2 separate regions of the Macaca mulatta genome follow, and region 1 is linked to region 2. The links are chromatin contacts, called in public Hi-C maps. All regions are on one chromosome and are shown on one strand. The core of a region is the stretch at or near the end of the contact, and the rest is flanking DNA. Distances in the headings are between cores, read along the strand shown.

The links. Hi-C and Micro-C count contacts between places; a contact is called where the count stands out from the background.
Region 1: a contact with region 2 is called in a Hi-C map of liver, with 2.7 times the contacts expected there. The contact joins the promoter of FRAT2 here to the promoter of ARHGAP19 in region 2. A contact is called at or near these places in 4 of 14 Hi-C or Micro-C datasets (CD4 T cells, cortical neurons, fetal cortex germinal zone and 1 more).

What each region holds. Positions count from the first base shown.
Region 1 is chr9:109,379,924-109,383,073 of T2T-MMU8v2.0, forward strand. FRAT2 (FRAT regulator of WNT signaling pathway 2) reads right to left here and starts at 1,640. Exons shown (of 1, transcript XM_028826724.2): 1 at 1-1,640. The coding sequence starts at 1,488. The coding sequence ends at 787.
Region 2 is chr9:109,337,148-109,340,223 of T2T-MMU8v2.0, forward strand. ARHGAP19 (Rho GTPase activating protein 19) reads right to left here and starts at 1,659. Exons shown (of 12, transcript NM_001266583.1): 1 at 1,585-1,659. The coding sequence starts at 1,640.

The sequences.
Region 1 (3,150 bases), core at 390-2,889, 43 kb after region 2:
GCCACGGAATCGGTGGGAGAAAGGGGCAATGCCAACCCACCCACCACCAAACTTTTACATTCTTCTCCCCTCTGGAATTTCTTTGCACAGCAATTGTAGCACCACTTTCACTAAGTTCCTCCACAGGAAAATAACAAGAAAATGTGGCCGGGCGCGGTGGCTCAAGCCTGTAATCCCAGCACTTTGGGAGGCCGAGACGGGCGGATCACGAGGTCAGGAGATCGAGACCATCCTGGCTAACACGGTGAAACCCCGTCTCTACTAAAAAATACAAAACCCGGGAGGTGGGGCTTGCGGTGAGCTGAGATCCGGCCTGGGCGACACAGCGAAACTCCGTCTCAAAAAAAAAAAAAAAAAAAAAGAAAATGTATGCGTGTCGTTAGTTTTCAAGTATTGTTATAAAGCCATCGCGATTCCTGCCCCTGAGCCCTCTTTAAACAATCCAAGCTCACGACGCCCCCAAGGGCTAAGTGAGGTACAAGTCGATGCAAGTAGCTGCCATGGTTCTCCCAGTTTATCCCAGGTCCTTGGGCTTGGATGGCCCGGGAAATTCTCATGCCCCACGGACGCACCCTGGCGCACGCATTTCTCCACGCTTAAATTTTCTCCGACGGCCTCGCCGCAGCTGGTAACTTCTCGCGGCTTGAGATCTCTCCCCACGCGCCTCCCCGCAGCCAAAGTGGTCGCTCCCAGGCTGGCGACGTCGGTTTCAGCTCATAGTTAGTAGGAACTGGACGCTGTTGGGTCTACGCAACGGCCTCCACTTTCTCCTCCAGGAGGCCTGGGTCAGAGCAAGGAGCCTGAGGGCTGCAGGGCAATGGGGTCGGGTCCGCTGCAGCCTCCCCCGGGCCCAGGGGCGCTTGCGGGGCCCGTGGCTGCAACCGCGGCGACGGCTCGTTGGAGCCTCCGCACGGCTTCCTTGATGAGGTTTCCCGAGAGCACCAGCTGCTGCAGGAGCCGATGCGGGTCGTCGTCGCCGGAGCGTGCCCCGGCTTGGGTCCATCGTCGCTGCTGCAGGCGGCGGGAGGTGACCGCGTCCCTGAGCCATCCTCGCCGGCACGGCCCCGGCAGCGCGCTGGGGCCTGCGGCGAGCTCGGCCACGCAGTAGGGAGCGGCGCGTCCCCGCACGCGGCCGCGGTCCCCCAGGGCGCAGCGCAGGGCCCCAGGGGGCGCCGGGCCCACCGTTTCAGCCGATGCAGGCGGCAGGAGTAGCGGTACCGCCGGGGGCCGGGCCTTGTCCGCCGGCACCGCCGCAGCCAGGGACCCCGGGGCCCGCAGCGGCGCCCCCGGGGGCGCGCACGGCGAGGCCGGGCTGTCCTGCGCCGCGTCCAGCTGCAGCGTCTCGCCGATCTGGGCCACCAGCCGGTCCACCTCGCCCGAGCTGCCCAGCGTCACCGACTGCTGCAGCAGGAGGAAGCTGTCCTCCTCCTCTTCCTCCCCCTCCGCCTCCTCGCCGGCTTCCTCTTCCTCCTCCCTCCGGCACGGCATGGCCCCCAGTCCTGACACCCGGAGCTGTGCGGGCGTCGCTGGGGGCTTGGTTGCCCGCGGGCGCGGGGCTGCGGGAGAAGCCGGGGCAGGGGCGGACGCGGAAGCCGGAGCCCGCCAGGAACTCGAGCCGCGCGACTGCCGCCGCGGGAGCCGGAATCCTGCCGGCTCTGGCTGATTTGTAAACAATGGGTGACGTCGCGCCGGGCCCTACCACCGCGCCGGGGCGGGGGTGACGCGCTAGCAGGCGCGGGGGCGCGGGGCGGCTCGGGCGGCGGCCAGAGCCGTCCCGCGTCTGTGTTCGTTGTCCCTCCAGGAGGGGGTCCGGGGCGTGGGGACTGATTTCCGATCGCCCGGGCCCGACAAGCGGTGCAGGAACGTGGCGCTTCGGAGGAGGCAGGGGTTGGTTTCTCCCACGCAGGGACACACCCACACCCACTCCGGGCCCGCCTCCTGGGCCGCGGCCTCCCTCCCCACGTGTCGGCCGCGCCTAGGGCCTCCCGGCTCCCGCCCCGCGCACCCGCAGTTCCCGGCCCCTGGCGTGGGGGAGGGGTGGGCCGCCGAGGATCCGGCTTCGAGAAGGCGGAGCGGGGAAAGACGGAGGGAATTGGGAGTGAAGAGGCTGCGCCTTACTTATTTACTTATTTATTATTTAGAAAGGGTCTCTGCCGCCCAGGCTGAAGTATAGCGGCGCGAACACGGCTTACTGCAGCCTCGAACTCTGGCTTAATCGATCCTCCCACTTTAAGCCTCCCGAGCAGCTGGGACCACAGGCGCGGCCACCACGCCTGGCTAATTAAAAAAAGTTTTTCTTTTTGTAGAGACGGGGGGGGGGGTCTCACTATTGTTGCCCAGGCTGGTCTCGAACTCTTGGGCTCAAGGAGTCCTCGCTCCTCGGCCTGCGAAAGTGGGGTTACTGGCGTGAGGCGTCGCGCCCGGCCTAAGAGGGGACGCTTTGAAGCAGAGCAGAGTCGCTCTGACGTGAGGTCCCAGAAGCTTTCCCTCCCTCTGTCTTCAAGCCCCGGGCATATCATGAGAATAGGACTCACCGCTGCTCCGCTAAAGAGTTGATTTTGTCTTTTATTTATTTCTTTTTTTAAGGTTCAAATAGAAATATAGAGGATTGGCCAGGAGCGGTGGGTGGCTCATGCCGCTAATCCCAACACTTTGGGAGGCCGAGGCGGGCGGATCACCTGAGGTCAGGAGTTCGAGACCAGTCTGGCCAACATGGTGAAACCCCGTCTCTGCTAAAAATACAAAAATTAGCCGGGCGTGGTGGTAGGCGCCTGTAATCTCAGCTACTCGGGAGGCAGAGGCAGGAGAATGGTTTGAACCCGGGAGGCGGAGGTTTGAGCCAAGATCACACCACTGCACTCCAGCCTGGGTAACAGAGCGAGACTCCCTCTCAAAAAAAAGAAAAAGAAAAATATAGGGGATGGAAAAAATCTCTCATACCACTCAAACATGGTTCACATTTAAATTTTTTTCCTTTTTAGCCTTTGTTCTGTGAAAGTGTACTATACAAACACACGCATACAATGTTATACACTTTTCCACTTTGCCTTACATCATAAGCGTTTTTCATGTTGTTGCATGCACTTTGAAAACATTTTAATGATTACGTAAGTTTCCATCAAGTGCCTGTGCTTTTAACATTTGCCTAAT
Region 2 (3,076 bases), core at 409-2,908:
GCGGTGGCTCAAGCCTGTAATCCCAGCACTTTGGGAGGCCGAGACGGGTGGATCACGAGGTCAGGAGATCGAGACTATCCTGGCTAACACGGTGAAACCCCGTCTCTACTAAAAAATACAAAAAACTAGCCGGGCGAGGTGGCGGGCGCCTGTAGTTCCAGCTACTCGGGAGGCTGAGGCAGGAGAATGGCGTGAACCCGGGAGGCGGAGCTTGCAGTGAGCTGAGATCCAGCCACTGCACTCCAGCCTGGGCGACAGAGCGAGACTCCGTCTCAAAAAAAAAAAAAAAAAAAGAGTGGAAAACTCTTGCGTATCATATTTTATTTTATTTTTATTTATTTATTTATTTTGAGACGAAGTCTTGCTCTGTCATCCAGGGTGGAATGCAATGGCACGATCTCGGCTCACTGCAACCTCCGCCTCAGCCTCGAGACTAGCCGGGACTATGGGCACCCACCACCACGCCCAGCTAATTATTGTATTTTTAGTAGAGACGGGGTTTCATCATGTTGGCCAGGCTGGTCTCGAACTCCTGACCTCAGGTGATCTGCTCGCCTCGGCCTCCCAAAGTGCTGGGATTACACGCGTGAGCCACCAAACCCGGCCCCGTATCATATTTTAAACAACACACTCAACCACGCTCATCTGGGCTCAGGAAGAAGTCGGGTCACAAAGTCATTAGTTTCCCAAGATTCTTGGAATCTCCTATTCGGTACAAATGGAACCAAAAGACACCAAACCGAAGTATTTTACTGAGTTACGCTGGAGCAAGGTAAATAAACTCAATCTATTGAATTATACCAAAAACAAAATTGCAACCAATTAAGACAACTTAGGTCTCAAGGCTAAGGCAACACCACCTCGAAATTCTCTCCTGGAAACGCTAAATCTCGGAGTGGCTGTTTAGGAAAGAACACCCTGTGGAAATAAAGTCATGATGCCCTGGACTACAGATCCGTCTCACATCTGCTCCTTAGTTGTTCAACTAGGAAGAAGAAAATCTATCGCGTAGAGTTGTCATTATAGGCTAAGCTCAATGCTAGCTTTAAATAGATTGTCTTATTCAATCTTGACTCTTGGAAATAGGCATCCTCATGTCCCTTTGCAGATGAAGAAACTGAAGTCGAGACCAGGTTTAAAAACTGGCCCAAGGACTCAACACCATTTCCAATTGACACTCAAATCCTTGCTCGGACCTGAATGCACTAAGTGCCTTGGGGAAGTTGTGAAAAGCTGTGTGTTACGGTGAGGAATTCGCTAAACAGCCCTAGTCTTCCGTTTCCTCGCCATCAAGAGGAGTCTCGGCGCCAAGGCGATCAGCGCTGCCACCCCAGCTGGACGTCCGCAGCCAGCGCAGCGGGCGGAGCCCTCTCGGGCAGCGGCAGGACGGAGTGGGAGACTTGGCTGGAGCCCAGCGCCGAGGCCCGACCCCCGCGCCTCAGCCCCTGCAGGCGCGACGGCGAGAAACGCCATGGGAGAAAGAAACAAAGCCCGAACCGTGCGTCACCGTGACCCAAGGCAAAGGCGGCAGGACTAACAGCCCAAGGCCGCGTTTCCCAGGAAACTGGACCAAACTCAGCTCACCTCCGGCCGGATTCGCAAGCTGGTACCTCCCCTTCACTCTGTGCCTCAGTCGCCATCTTCGTCAGCAAACTTCTGTCACCGCCCCACCTAGGTCCCGCCCCCACATATTTGGATTGGCTAATATGTTTTCACCTCTTCCGTGCGATTGGATGACTCGACCGCCCCTCCTCAACCTGAACCGTTTAATGTGTTATTGGTCTATTCAAATGGCTAACCGTCATTGGTCGTTCCCAGCTCTGGCGGAAAAAAAAGGGAGGGGCGCGGAAGACTACCCAGCCCCGAGGCCTGCCGGGAGTTGTAGTTTCTCATTTTGATGAACCCTCCGATTCCACAGACTTTTAGGTTCAAGTCAGAAATCATCAGCCTATGCTCAAATTTTGCCCTGATATGTAAATCACGGAATTATAGAACTGTCAACTTTGAAAGTGACTCATCACGTTCTAAAATGCAAGACTCTGTACCCTGTATCTCAGCATCACACAGTATACACAATAACAAACCTACTCATGTACCCCCTAAATTTAAAATAAAAGTCGAAAATAAATAATTTTTTACAATTTTTTTTTATTTTTTTTTTTCCGTTGAGACAGGGTTTCACCATGTTGCTCAGGCTGGTCTCGAACTCCTGAGCTCAAGCAATCCTCCCACCTCAGCCTCCCAAAGTGCTGGGATTACAGGCATGAGCCACCGCACCTGGCCATAAATTAATTAATTAATTAATTTAATTTAATTTAATGCAAGACTTATTCTCTGTCTTGACCCGGAGAGAAATCCCTCAAGCACAGGCAGGGAGTGGCAACCTAGAAGTACTTGCTTTTAAACGTATAGTTCAAAGCCTTCTTTCTTCAGATACTCAGCATAGCCCCAGCCATAGGTCATTTCTTTCTTCCTTTCTTTCTTTCCTTTTTTTTTTTTTTTTTTTTTTTTTTTTTTTTTTTTGAGACAGGGTCTCCCTCTGTCTCCCAGGCTGGATCGCAGTTCAATATTGCAGCATACTACCACACAGGGCAAATTTTTGTACTTTTTGTAGAGATGGGGTTTCACTCTGTTGGCCAGGCTGGAGTTGATCATTTCTGCTTCAATACACCCACTCCCTTCCAGCTTCCCAGAGAACCCACAGAGTTTGCCTCTGTGATATGAACCATGGAACCAAAAGCTGCATGACTTTGTCCCAAACTAAACTTTAATCCTCAATGGTAGGAATAACCATAATTATCCTTGTCCTCCCTGCAGCACACACTTCTCCTAGGGATTAATTGAGGCAACATATGTGAGAACATTGTAAATTTTGAGCATTGTTGGTTTTTATTTTTTTCCCATATTGTTTTCCTATGCTGGACTTTTGTAGGAAATTTCTGTATTGATCCTTCTGATATCCTGCCACCTGGGGCTCTCCCTGCACTCTGCCTCCTTTTTACTAAACTGTACTGCACATGCTTCACTTTCTCAACTGTCTCAGGGCCTTTGTACGTGTTGCTTTTTCTGGCTAGAC